3 separate regions of the Mus musculus genome follow, and all the other regions are linked to region 1. Evidence: chromatin contacts called from public Hi-C and HiChIP or PLAC-seq data. All regions are on one chromosome and are shown on one strand. The core of a region is the stretch at or near the end of the contact, and the rest is flanking DNA. Distances in the headings are between cores, read along the strand shown. Region 1 holds the start of Slc19a2 (solute carrier family 19 (thiamine transporter), member 2). Region 2 overlaps Gm32652 (a long non-coding RNA gene). Region 3 holds the start of 1700029M03Rik (RIKEN cDNA 1700029M03 gene).

Region 1 (4,738 bases), core at 1,332-3,831:
GACATAGTCCAATTAGAACCTGCCTCAATCTTAAAGTGGTAAAATTCTAGAATGGGAATGGAGAGGGGAAATTCTGCCCTTGAGCCTTAGGCACTCAGCATGATTTAAGATAACCCAGGTTGGCACTTCTGATGTCTTCAAGGGAAAAATATAAACTTCAGTACAAATGTCACTGACTATAACCTGGGATTTACTTTGCTTAAAAATCATTCAATGTTTTATTTAGCTGTCCGTTGCTGAAAGCAAGTGCTCATTCGTGAAGGACAACAGTGGTTCTATTTCAGCTACTAGGTTTTCGTTTTGTTTTTAAATGTAGGATTCTCAACCTGGAAAGAAGGGCTACACTAGCATTTTAGCAAAGACTCCAAGATCCCACATCCCAGATCACTAGATTTCTCTTTAAATCCCCTTGCCTCGACTACTTGGCACTAAGACAAGCATCCTTGTGTTGTCGTACAATGAACAAGCATTTGCTGGGCCCAGCACGCTGCTATACTCTTATACCCCCTATATGTAAGGCCTGCTGAGAGGGCAGAGCATGCCATACTGCAGCACACAGCAGCTCTTGATCCAGGTCCCCTGACAAAACATATCAACTTTCAAATATCAACACCAAGAGCACATTTCTCCTCACATGCTTCTGTCAGGCAAGGACATACACTGTGCAGATCGCACAGCAGTTTGCATGCAAACTTGCTTACTCTGCTCACATGCTGAGTCATGTCTGCCTCAGGGTCTATACCTCAGGTTCAGTGGTTGTCCTGGGTCTCCAAGATCGCACTTTCTTATAACCACAGAGCAATTTTCTTCTTGGAAAAACCATTCTAAATCAGAAGGCTTTATCTTTCTACTGTTGGCTTTAACCAGCACCAAAATACACATGGATAATGAATAACTGTGACATGATCCATAAGACTAGGGAGCAGGGTGTAACATTACGGCAGAAGTCAGCTGTACTTGCTAAATGTCAGTGGATCCGGGATTCCACACTGACTCTCAATTCTTTCCCAGGTGACCTTGAATAAAGGCACAACAAACTGGACTCTGAGTAATTATATCCTGCCAGTCTGAAATGGGTCTGGTAGTGTCACCTCTTGCTCTGACCTGGCATGCCAAGTTATTGAGTTAGTTGCTCCTCAGAAGTGATGACTGACAGGAAATGACAGGGAGGCTTAAATGGGAGTCATATTCTACAGCCACCTGGGCAGGGAAGCAGCGCGGTAAGGAAGGAAACCGGGTATAGGAAGAAGGTGGCAATTATTCAGCATCCACTCATCTGACAGTAGGGAAAAGACATCGGACCTGAGCTTTCACTCTTTTGGATACTCAAGGAAAGGGTCCTGGAGCAGCAATCTCCATCTACAAGCTCCTCTGACAAAACCAAGTGCCGGGATAATGAGCTTTAATCACAGGAGTTAGGCACATTTCTGAAGTATACTATGCACTTCTGTGGTGCTGTGCGTACAAGTTTGTATCTTGAATAAATGTCTGCGCAGGAGTTCTTGGTCATGGCCCATGTGCATCACAGCCCTCAAAAACACCTGTACGGAGGATAAAACCTGTAGGTGAAGCAACACTTCACCATCCGAGAAAAGCTAAGTACCAATTATATGACACCGTCTGTTTTCATCCCAGAGACGGACTTCAGAGGGTGCAGTAAATCTTTGGACACAGTCTTACCTAATCAAGCACCCATATTCGGATGGCGTACTACTGTCCTGTATTGTCCTTCTGTAATAGCGCGTATCTATCTTGTCAGGGGTAAACAAAGTCAAGGAGGGGAAGGAAAGGGGGACCCTCTCACAAAAACAAAGCCAAATAACATCCATCCATATATACATACAAACACTCATATGTACATATTCTACTGAAAGTCGAGTTTACTGTTTTCTTTATCCACGCACTGTCCCCGGTCCCCAGCAGCTCCCACAGGACTTGTCCGGGCAGAACCGGGTTATCCACATACGGCCTGAAACACACATGCACGTGGGCTGCGGCCCATCTTGCTTAGTCTCGCACGGAACGTGCTAGAAACGCAAAGAGTAAGGCCACTTTTCCAAGCGAGCAGAAATCCGAACAGATATCTGCGTAGCCCGCTCCGGGACTCCGCCGCCAGACCCTCCACAAACATCTGACATGCTCGGCCTCCCCGCCTGCCGCTCCTGCCTACCTGTCTCTCGGTCAAGTTCTTGTCGGGTCCCAGAAGGTAGGGCGTGAGGAACGGCTCCGACGGCCGGAGGTTTGCGAAGAAGCCGTAGGCGCAGAGCAGCGCGGTCGGCAGGAACCAGCACTCGCGAGGGACGCGGGCAGTACGCAGAAGCATCCTGGCCGCCGCCGCCGCCGCTCGTCTGGACACCCTGGCTGGCACGTCCATCCTGGGCGCGAGGGGCTGGACGCCGACACGGCCCCCTCCTCCTTCTCGGCCAACGGGAGGGCGCCCGAGCCGCGAGCCCGCGCGGGCACCTGTAAGCGTGCGCGACGCCGCCTCGCGCCAGGGTCAAGGTGCTTGGAGTCCCCACCGCCCGCCGGCGGCCACAGCTCGCTAGCCGAACGCCCTTTCCCTAAGTCCGCCTCCGGGTCTGGCCCGCCACCCCGCCTGGCCCCGCCCCCACGCCCCGCCCCGACCGCAGAACGCCCTTTCCCTAGGTCCGCCTCCCGGTCTGGCCCGCCTCCGCCTGGCCACGCCCCACGCCACGCCCACCCACAGCAGACGATCACTAGCCACGCCCCCGGGAACCTCCTCCTCGCCAATGCCTCCCGGCCGGAGCCAACCTCCCTGCTTCCCTATTGGCCAGTGGCTCAAAAGACAGAAAGGCCGCTTGGGGCTGCGCGCCCGGGCTCTGACGTGAGGGGTTCTGGGACATCGGACTTTTAGGGGCCATGTCTGGACTCTGTGGCGAGGACCCTACACACCCTCCCTGGTCGGATCGGTCACCAGGCATTTTCCGATCACACGTCCGGAAGGCTCCCTAGAGCGGGATCCCCGGATGTGTGCTTCATCGCAGCGAGTCTGCTCAGTCTTATCTGCCAACCTACTGATGTTGGTCCTCTGCCCGGGACACATGATGACACAGGCTTGCAAACCTTTAACCTTGAGGCGGGAGAATGCAATCCCTGGGCTCCAAGAGCTTTTTGTTGTTGTTGCTGGGTTTGATTTAGTTTGCTTTTTTTTTTTTTAACATTGTCTTTAAATGTGGTAGAAAGACACAAGCTGGACCTGAGAACTGAGATTTGGGGCCTTTTACTATAGACAGAAAGAAAACGAGGATGACCGAGTTAATCAGCAAGAGGCTTTTGCTTTATTTCGTCACTTTTTGTTGGCAGGATACAAAGAACAATTAACTAATATATCCTATGGAAAGGAAATCGCCCTAAAAACCTAGGCCCTAAAATGGGCTCAAGGTTTCAGGAAGTGTGCCGCTCACGAAATACCCACAGGGTTCAAAAGTAAAAGCAGCTAACCCCCACCCTACACTGGGAGGTTTCTGTCTTCTCGGTCCATCCAGACAGGCTAATCACCCCGTCTTTCTCCAAGGGAGCCTGCACTCCCCCTTTCCTACTCTTGGCTACAAAATCTGGCTCAGACCATGCGCTGCTGGCTCTCCAGCACCTCTGGTCACAGCGACTCCCAGTCTTGAGATTCACCTCTCAGACTGCTGTTGTTAGTGAGGGCGATCTGAATTTTCATTCTTTCATTTCTGCCTGGGTCACTGCGTCTCCAAGGAGAAGGACCAACTAGACACCTGAGGGCTGGCAGGCAGGACTGAAAGGGCTCACTGTGCGAACCTCCTGGGTTCCCATTGAGCGATCCTTCACTAAAACACTTCACTAAAACAGAAAAACGAGGCAATAAGAGGGCAGGTTGTTGTCAGAAGTTTTTCAAGGGCAAACCGTGGCAGGAATCCCCAGCGCTTTCTTTCATCGCCCTCTGCATGACTTTTTGCTGGACTCACAGACTGACTCTGTCCCAATATCAGCAGAATCGAGCTGCACGAGTGAATACACAAAATGTGTGCGTGGAGCAATTTGCCAAAATGCAAGGTGTGGTGTTGACATCTTTCAGAGTCTTTTGAAGGGCTGGCTAGGAAGACTTTATTCCTTTTAGCCTCCAGAGGCTATATAACCTGTGATGATATCAGTTTGTAAGCTAAAAGAGAGTGTGCCTGTGTGCTATATTTCAAATTTTCTCGGTTCAATTTACTAAATTGATAATATCAACCGTTCTAAGTCACCAAAATCAAACGTCTCCTCGATGACAAGAGCTCCGAGACCAAAAAGCTTGAGGATGTTTGGTCTATTAAATGTGTAGTCACCTAAATTTCCACCATCATATCAGTTTCTCTTCACAACTATAGAGATAGAGCTGGAGCAGTTAGTTCTCCTGGCTGCCTTGCACGGACATGTATTTTAGTAGAGAAAAGGGAAGAAAAACAAATGAACCAACAAGCTGATAAGGGCTTTGCATTGAGATGTCTATCTTTTAAAATCAACTTTCTAGTCTTTTGTTGAGGCTTGAAACCCTATGGAATCTATACATCACCTTGTTATAGATCGAATATTGAAGTTTCTAATCTTCGAGATGAGTCTGGATATAAAGCAGTTTCTCCTGAATTGGGCAGAAAATTACTTCTTACTTTTCTGAAAGAGGTTCCTAAGTAGGCAGAATTCTACCAAAATGACTCTTGTCCTTATATAATCTCTATCTACTTGAGTGTAGCACGAAAGCTTATGGATTTGA
Region 2 (4,461 bases), core at 1,522-4,021, 650 kb before region 1:
GGGGGTTGGGGGGTGAGGAGCAATCTAGTAGCGGTTTGGCTTTTACTGTCTCTCAGGGAGTTTGCATCCAGATCCCAGAGAAGGTGAGCTCACTGCTGTGAGTGCCAGGCTTATGTAAACTGCGGCTCAGAGGCTGCGCAGAGCTGCGGGGGTGGCAGCGGCGGCGGCGGCGGCGCAGTGCAGAGCTCCCACCCAGCACAAGGAGCTGCAGGCGCTGCTGCAATGCTGCAGTGCAGAGTCTGGGGGAGCCTGCTGCAGGCGTCCACCAGGACAGTGATGGAGCCCAGAGCCCTAATCCCGCAGTGCCGAGGCATGGGAATGGGGGGTGGGGTAGGTGGGCGACTGCCTTATTGGGGTTTGCTTGACAATGAGTCGGGTGTACAGGATGCGAGATGATTGAGGACTCGCTGAGTTCATTCTGCAGGAGGAACTGGGCTAGGTCCTTCTGGGCGCGCTGCTGCCCTCTAGGGTTTTGAGTATAGCGACAAGAAATAGGACAAGTCCGGATAATAAAGCTTCAGTTGAACAGGGCACCTGAAGCCCTTGAGGGGGAACTGCTTGCGTTTTTCTGTAAATTCGCACACCTATTACCTCTTCCCCTGATTCTGCTTTTCTGTTGGAGAGGATCAATGTGTGGATTATTTCATCTGTTCTCCGCAAATCTGATGATGTTCTCAGTAGGGCAAAGGCTATCTATCCATACACCTCAGTATTTATCCAAATCAATATAGTTACGTTTTCTCTCTCTCTCTCTCTCTCTCTCTCTCTCTCTCTCTCTCTCTCTCTCTCTCTCTCTCATAGCCCTGGCCTCCTTGGTATTGGGCAAGGGGCTTGATTTACCACCCACTGCCTAGCCTGCCAAATGACCTTTATCTTTTTCTGGCACTTTCTTTTAAGAAAATGGAGCTGAAGTCGCTATAGCAAATAGCTACTCATATAGCAGCTGCCAATAGTAAGTGGAAATTCTATGCTGAAACACAATTTTCAACAAGGTAAAATCATGACTCACATACAAATACAACATGACTACATGACAGAGATTTTACATAACCCATTAAATAATTAGAGAATAAGTAGGAGGCCAAATGAGTTCAAATTCAAAGCAGAATTATGAGATTGCACACACACACACACACACACACACACACACACACTACTCTATAGTGGAATAAAACACAATGTTTGAGATTGCATTTTTTTATTTTCACAAGGTAAAAATCAAATCTGTACCAGACAAAGAGACAGACAAACACCATTTGTTTTGTCATTATTTTATTTTTATTTTTTTAAAGACAGGATTTCTCTGTAGCTCTGGCTGTCTTAGAACTCATGCTGGCTTCGGACTCAGAGATGCACTGACTTGCCTCTGATTCCTGACTGCCTTAGACCCCTGAGTCATCCTAACGTATCTAACATATTCAGTCTCCATCATGAAGATACTGAGCTGTACTCATGCCAATGTATTCTCTCCATCTTGTATTTATATTCACATCTTCTGTCTCTGTCATGGATCGGCAGAAAATTGTGACTTTGCATTCTGCTTTGACCATAGTTATGACTGCTGAGAATTAGACCAATTAAGACCCTTAGGGATGGGTTTTCTCCTAGCTTTAAGAAAAACCAAGCCATAGCCAACCGAGAGTGTCACTTACAGACTCATGGGCATGATAGCATTGTGAGCAAACTTCCTTGTTTTGAGATAAGGCAGGCTAGTATCTCAGTCACCACTGGGAAGGCTGGAGGGGAGGGGTGGGAGAGGGCAGGCTGGAGGGGAGGGGTGGGGGAGGGCAGGCGGGCTCCTGGGTTCCAGCACTGGGAGGTGTGATGAGACATAAAAGAAAACACAGTGGGATAAATCAGATATGATTTATGCATGGACAGGCAAGGAGATCTCTTTTCCCTGCTTGGGTCACACAATTAAATCTAATTAATGGAAACTGGTCATAGAGGGAGTTCAGAGCCTATTTTCGGTTGTCATTATCCTAACACAGCAATCAAAATGCAGATGAGCTATCTCTGTCTCACCCCAGGAGAGAAGCAGGCTTCTTGCTAATGAAGGGAAAATTGTAAATGAATGCTTATCAGGCCTTCCCTGTCCACGGTGGCTTCTTGGGGGTGGCAGTACTGGTAGAGAGGGCTGACAGACATTTTGCGTTCTGAAAGGGAACCTTCTTCCAAGAGAGTTCTAATGCTGCCCTAATGCTGTCTTCTCATGCTGCTGGGAGAGAGGCAGGGGGCAGAGGACACTTTCTCTAGCCGTTGGCCCTAACTTGGGCAAAGATAAAGAGCTAAGTGGCTTTTTTCAGAGTGGACGGCGGGAGGGGCAAGGGGGTAGGGTGGGGGAAGGAGTTGTGTTCTTGAACCAGAAAGTGCGCTTCGGGGCATACAGTTTGGCAGCCCTAGCGATCCATTCTCATTCTGACCTTCAGCCTCAATAATTAGAGCCATCTTATCTAACTAAACAAGAAAGATCTGGGGCAGTGTGGGATGGAATTAGAAATAACTCACTAGGAGATCCAAAGTCACCCCCAATGGGGACAGCACTGAGCTGTAGCCCAGTGGAGAAGGCTAACTTGCTGGAGGCAGACAAAGGCATCCTGAGCTGCGTGCTTGTTTGTAGACAGAAAAATGGCTCCCAACAAACACTCTGACAAACAAATCATGCCTGGATGAAACTGACGCGCACCCCTTCCCAGCAGGGGTGATAAATTAACCACAGCTGGGAGTGGCTGTGGGTTTACCGCTCAGCCTCCATCCAGTCTGTCCTGGGAGTCTCCCTCACCCCTTCTTGCCAACACTGCTACTATATTTAGCTTGTCCAGCATGTGCGCTGTCTATATTTAGTGCCTAAAAGTCAGAGTTCAGTGCACAATTCACCAAGCCATCAGTCATCTTCCATTCCATTCACACATGCAGAAAAATCCTTCCAAGAGACAATCTTGCTCTCCACTACAGGGTGGAGGGTGAAGGCCGTTGGAAGCCATTCTAAGAATGAAGGATTGAACCCATATGCCAGAGGGGGTTTCCTGCTGTCTCTGGCATGCTGTGCGTGCCTGAGAGTGCCAGACCCTGAGTGGAGAGCCAGGGCATGGGTGTGGCTCCAGAGGGCAGAGGGAGGATCGAAAGCAGGAGGACGGAAGCTCGGGAGTGAACAGCAGATTCTACCGTGCTCATTTGGTCCCCACTGATATTGCAGAAAACTGGTCATTGCTCATTACACCTTCTATGGGAGGCGGTGTGTGGAGGCCCACATTTTCCTACACCTCTGGAAAAGCTCAGGAGAAAGCTTACTGAGTCTATGAAAGAGTTAATGTAATAGCACATTAGCAATAAACTGGGCCAAAGTGGAACCCGCCATTCCACTAAGCAGGAGGTGTGACTGCCACTGAGAGAAGCCATGGGGAACATAGCTGTCTTTGACTATCTAGGCCACCAGAGGCCAGGGTCTCCTTTGGGTTGGCTAAGTGGGAACATGAAAGACTGGGGGGATTTCTGAGGATAACAGACAGGATCATGGGATTTCTTCACCTTTGCTGTTCCAACCACCCAGCTCACAACAGCCTGCAACTCCAGATCTAGGGAATCTGATGCCTTCCTTTGGCCTCTTTGGGTGCCTACAACTATGTGTAGACACACATGTGCATGCACACACACACATACACACACACACACACACACACACACACACAGAGAGAGAGAGAGAGAGAGAGAGAGAGAGAGAGAGAGAGAGAGAGATTGAGTTAGATGGATGGATAGATAGACAGATAGATAGATAGAATTAAAAATAAATAAAATATTGGGCCAGGAGAGATGACTCCGTGGTTAAGTGCACCTGCTGCTCTTCCAGATGACCTCGGTTTGAACCTCAGCACCGACACAGAAGCTCACAACTGTCTATAATTCCATTTCCAGGGAATTCTATTTCCATTTATAATTCCATTTCCAGGGAATCTGACACTTTCTTCTGATCTTCTTGGGTACCAGACACATACAGTTGTATCCAGACATACATACAGTCAAAATGTTCATATATATAAAATAAAAGAAGTATTTTTTCAATGAAGAAATAGTTTTAAAGTTTACTTTAAAATATGAATATCTTCCAGTATTTAACAGGTAAATAAAAATGTGTATTGTTCATATGTTTTTGTTATATTTTATTTCTCCAGTAATACTGATTAAAAATATTCATATATCTACTTTTACATCTACAACCTACCACTCTTATTTGTATGGCTTTATAAGAATTATGGATAAAGATTCCTTTCAAAACAATATTTTTTTTAAAATGAAATCTTTTAAAAAGTAAGATGAGACAGAATTTTTAAAAAAATAAATATTCTTGATGATGAGTACTAAATACAATTCAGAAAATATATGTGAATTTTTTAAATACTTTCATAATTTCATAGTCCAGTCATTGCCTCCCTCCCAGTCTGCCATCCCATAGTTCCTCATCCC
Region 3 (4,115 bases), core at 910-3,409, 710 kb before region 1:
TCTCTGTTTACAGGACCTTGGGAGGGCACCCTTCTCCAGTTTGTCCGGAGGGGACACCACTTTACATTTTACATGAGGATGACAGAAGCTGGCAGATGGCGTTGCTGACCGAAATGCTCTCCCAAGTCAGTGCAACCCACAGGGCTTATGTTTACTGCACAGGACCTCTTGGAAAACCAAGGACCATATGTTTAGCCCAAGAGAGAAATGACTCAGAAAATATGTTTATGAAGCTTTGAAATGTTAGGACAAGGGAGGATTTTAGAAAGCACAATGTTTAGCCGTCTAATTTCACATGCCTAAAACAGGACCTTGCCACTTTAGAACTTCATGGAACATTTGAGATTATGTTGTTGGTCTTCCTTATCTTGTAGGTGAGGACGGCAGCATCTGGAGAGGTGACATCAGAGTCTGACGAGGTGAAGTCAGCATTGTAGCAGGCGTAGCTTGCCAGGAGGTTAGACTTCTAACCCTCTGTCCTTTCTGTGTTGCTGTATTGATCGCCTCACAGATGGCTAGTAATGGAGTGCATCCATACTCAGACAACTGACAGAATTGAAGTGGTATAAAATGTGTCAGGAATTACATCAACTGCATGAGGTCCCGTGTTTTCAATCTTACAGGATTTCAGAGAACGCTGCAACACGCAGCTCTTCTGCACGTATCTAATGAGCCATGCTTGACTATCTCTCTTAGTGTTGTCAGTTTGACACGGATGGAAGCACACCGCTAGCCTGATAGGATCCACGATTTTTTGTGGAGGGTGATCAGTGAGGTGGTGAGGATGCCCTGGTTGGAGGCCCGGATTTGCCCCAGGGTGACTAATTCAGGCAAGTCGCTTCATCCTGGTTCCATCCAGGTCTCTTCATAAACAAAATGGACACAGTCATGCCCACTGTATCCTCCATTACAAGGTTTTGGGGGGCAGCACATGAGTGGAGGGTTGTGGCACCAAAGGGCTCTGCAGTAAGCATATTCCCAGGCAGGTGGCTAGGGAACTGTCGGGGTGGGAGGGCAGAGAGCAGAGCGGAGGCGTGAGGGAGACTGACCAAAGGTTCGGGTGCCCTCCTAGAGATTCCTGGCACCGAGAAGCTGGGAGAAATGCAGAGGGATGGGGATGGAGGCTCCTGTCAGCTGCAGAGGCAGTGTGTGTGTCTTGAGCTTCCTATCAGCTCTCAGGACTGTAAGAATGGGACTCCCAAGCACCATGTGAGCTTAAATCTAGAGTCTCTCTCTTAGGCTCACTATTAAAAGAAATAAATATAAAATGGGAAAGCAACAGGGGCTAGATTACTCTCTCTCACACACACATACACATACATAAATACACACATACATCATATATATCATGTATGTCACACACACACACACACACACATATGTGGAGAGAGAGAGAGAGAGAGAGAGAGAGAGAGAGAGAGAGAGAGAGAGAGAGAGAGAGAAACTAGAGTAAAATCCTTAGTGTGTCCACATGTGCAAGAGCAAGCCTCTCCATGAGAGAACAAGGGAAACTGGGCTTTGTGATTTAGTCTTCTCTGGTCCTTCAGCATCTGAGCGGGGTCTTAGAGGAGATGGATGCTTAGGATGGAGAATGGATGTACGTGTTTGACTGTTTGTGTCTCACAAATCAATACCTTCTCTGTGCTGCCTTAATGTACACGCTTTCTTTAATGACAAGAGCTAAAACAATCCAGTGTTCACCTCTCCCCTTCATACTGCTTCAACAGATATTGCTGGTAGAGGAAAGGGGCGGAGCATTTCCTTTCAAAGGTCTTTGGAGATTTTCATAGAATTTATATTCATTTGGAGGAAAGTATATTCCTTACAATGTTTGTCATCCATTTTATAAATGCCTTTTGTATCCTTTGGGAGAGTTAACTATCCCTGTAATAGAAAGCAATCTGGATATATTATGGAATGGACACAAAATTGTCATGAATTTTAAGGTAAGTTGTGAGATTTCAAAGAACTGCATACTGACATTGCTCACTTTCATCAAGATCTCACCTTTGGAGGAACTCTTCTTGCCGTTGAGGTTTGTGGAGTATTGCTTTTCCATATTTCCCTGAGAGACGGCTCTCTCTTATCTGAGTAGTCAATTCTGTAAGTGTTGAAGTCAAATGAGTTGGGTTCAAACCTCAGTCAGTCATTTATTAACTGTGTAATCTTGGGCAGGTGCCTTACCCCTGTCACATCCTCGGTTGTGATGTGTGGAGGAATTGTGAGGTAATAAACACCAGCTGCTATCAGACTGCCTCACACAGGGTGAGCACTTGTTATGAGCAATCTGAAGCTATGTTTGCTATAGTGTAGCATGTGAAAATGTGTACACATGTACTGGTATCTGTAAGTGAAAGGCAGAGAGGAAATTTTTCTTTATCAGACAGCACCCTACTCTTGTGAGGCAACTGTAGTTCCAAATTATTCATTTTACTCTCTGTTCAAAATGAACAGTTTTTTTCTTTTTTAATCACAGACAGGAGAGTAGATAGACTCATCAAGAAAAGGAATTGAAGGGCACAATGAGACAAGAGGATGAAGGAGAAACTATTCAGTACTCACTGGGATGGAAATAAAGAGCTCTGCAGTGAGAATCTCAAAAGCTTTGTGACCTAACAATGAGACCTGCGGAGAAGGCAGGGCCCCTGACTTGGGAGACAAACTCAGTAACAGAAACTTGGCAGAGTTTTGACTTCTTTCGACTTGGGACAAAGGCAGAAGAAGTAGTAAAAAATAATTGAAGAGTGGTTTATTATGTCTGTGTTGCAAAGGGGCAGGAAACCACAACTTTGAAGACGTGGAGGAAATGGTTAAGGCAACACTGTGAGCAAGCAACGGTGCTAACGCTGGGGAAAGTGAGGGCAGATGAGGGCAGCTAGGACTGTAGAGTCGCCTAGAAATTAACATCCCTCCCGTTAGGAGAAGCATGCTGCGTGTGTGACTTTGAGAAGTCAGTTACACTGACATTGGAACTTTGCATGAATGTTCGGGACCAAGCCAGATACCAAACGGTAGCAGCAGAAGATGGGTAGAGAAGACTCAGTGTGGGCCCAGAGGTGAACTTCCTTTCAGTTTTGAAATCAACAATGATTTCTCTGATTGTTAAAATATGAGTGGAAGATTCTCATTACTGCGTTTTTGTGAGGCACCCCAAATGGAGTCATTCTTTAACTAAAGAGGCAGTAACTATTATGAATGCTCCCAAGATATTATCTATTATTTATTTCCATTGTTTATACAAAGAAAAAGATCGACTGTGAACCAGATTGTATGAATAGTTATGTAGAAATAATGTGATCGGAAGCATTAAGGATCAGGAACACAGAACAGTTTTCTCAGGGATGTGCATCCATGAGTTCAGATCATTGGAAAGATAATCAGTGGGTGTGGTTGATGTTAAGCTTCTTATTGGACCAGACCCAAAAATCAAAACACAGCTCTCCCTCTTGACCCCACTTTCGCCTTCAACTGCAGCCCTTTATCTCTTAAGTCTCTGCCATGGCACTTACAAGATGAGTGTGGTCTAGCATTTTCCCTCTAAAGGGTTGTCTATGCTGTCACTAAGTCTCCCGGGCCTCTCTGGACCCCCTTCACTAAGTTTTCTGCTCCCCGTAATCTAGTGTGACCTCTCCCTTGTGTCATTTATGATCTCCACCTTGCTTAAGTCAGCTGTCACTTTCACATCCCTGTTTTCTGACATCCACCATCATTTGACATAGTTACTCGCCCCAGTCCTGCATTCTCCTATCTCAGTCTCCAGGACACCACACCAGGCTGGTTTCCCCCTCACTCCTGATTACATCTCCTTTCCCTCACCATGTCCTCTTCATCTTCTAACCCAAGGACTTAGAGAATCCTGAGCTCTCTCTTTGGGATTCTCTCTCTCTCTCTCTCTTTTTTTTTTATCAATTCTCATTGCTTGTGTGTTTTGCCCAATATAATGGCTTTATATGCTGTGCATATTCTGAAGACTATGAAATGATCGTTTCTAACCCAGACATTTCCCCTGGTCTCCTGATCTATAGAGAGCTACTTGAAATTCCCATTTGGGTGTCTACTAATCATCTCAAACTTAACATGTCCTAAACTGTGTTCCTAACACCTCTGCAGAGAGA

What was found. A called contact is a pair of places that touch in the nucleus more often than the background predicts. HiChIP or PLAC-seq counts read pairs in DNA pulled down with a chosen protein or histone mark.
Region 2: a Hi-C map of cardiomyocytes shows a contact between it and region 1, with 2.7 times the contacts expected there. The contact joins the enhancer-like site here to the promoter of Slc19a2 in region 1. A contact is called at or near these places in 1 of 39 promoter capture datasets (pre-B cells), 1 of 484 Hi-C or Micro-C datasets (cardiomyocytes), 4 of 115 datasets of contacts at active chromatin or transcription factors (the NIH/3T3 cell line, large pre-B cells, pancreatic cancer cells and 1 more) and 1 of 9 other capture datasets (embryonic stem cells).
Region 3: an H3K27ac HiChIP or PLAC-seq map of large pre-B cells shows a contact between it and region 1, with 2.4 times the contacts expected there. The contact joins the promoter of 1700029M03Rik here to the promoter of Slc19a2 in region 1. A contact is called at or near these places in 3 of 115 datasets of contacts at active chromatin or transcription factors (effector CD8 T cells, large pre-B cells and memory CD8 T cells).

Annotation. Positions count from the first base shown.
Region 1 is chr1:164,246,889-164,251,626 of GRCm38.p6, reverse strand. Slc19a2 (solute carrier family 19 (thiamine transporter), member 2) reads right to left here and starts at 2,581. Exons shown (of 6, transcript NM_054087.3): 1 at 2,171-2,581. The coding sequence starts at 2,374.
Region 2 is chr1:164,894,916-164,899,376 of GRCm38.p6, reverse strand. The region is part of intron 1 of Gm32652 (a long non-coding RNA gene); the gene reads left to right. Among named protein-coding and RNA genes, the nearest start is that of Gm32652, 2.5 kb to the left of the region's middle. Within about 2 kb of position 2,771, at least 41 of the 459 cell types and tissues checked have an H3K27ac peak or open chromatin away from gene starts, as enhancers often do. A contact at or near this core is called in cardiomyocytes, where this site is marked.
Region 3 is chr1:164,958,931-164,963,045 of GRCm38.p6, reverse strand. It overlaps 1700029M03Rik (RIKEN cDNA 1700029M03 gene), which reads right to left and starts at 2,159. Exons shown (of 2, transcript NR_166148.1): 1 at 2,008-2,159; 2 at 209-546. Gm39692 (a long non-coding RNA gene) reads left to right here and starts at 2,651. Exons shown (of 3, transcript XR_865701.2): 1 at 2,651-3,056.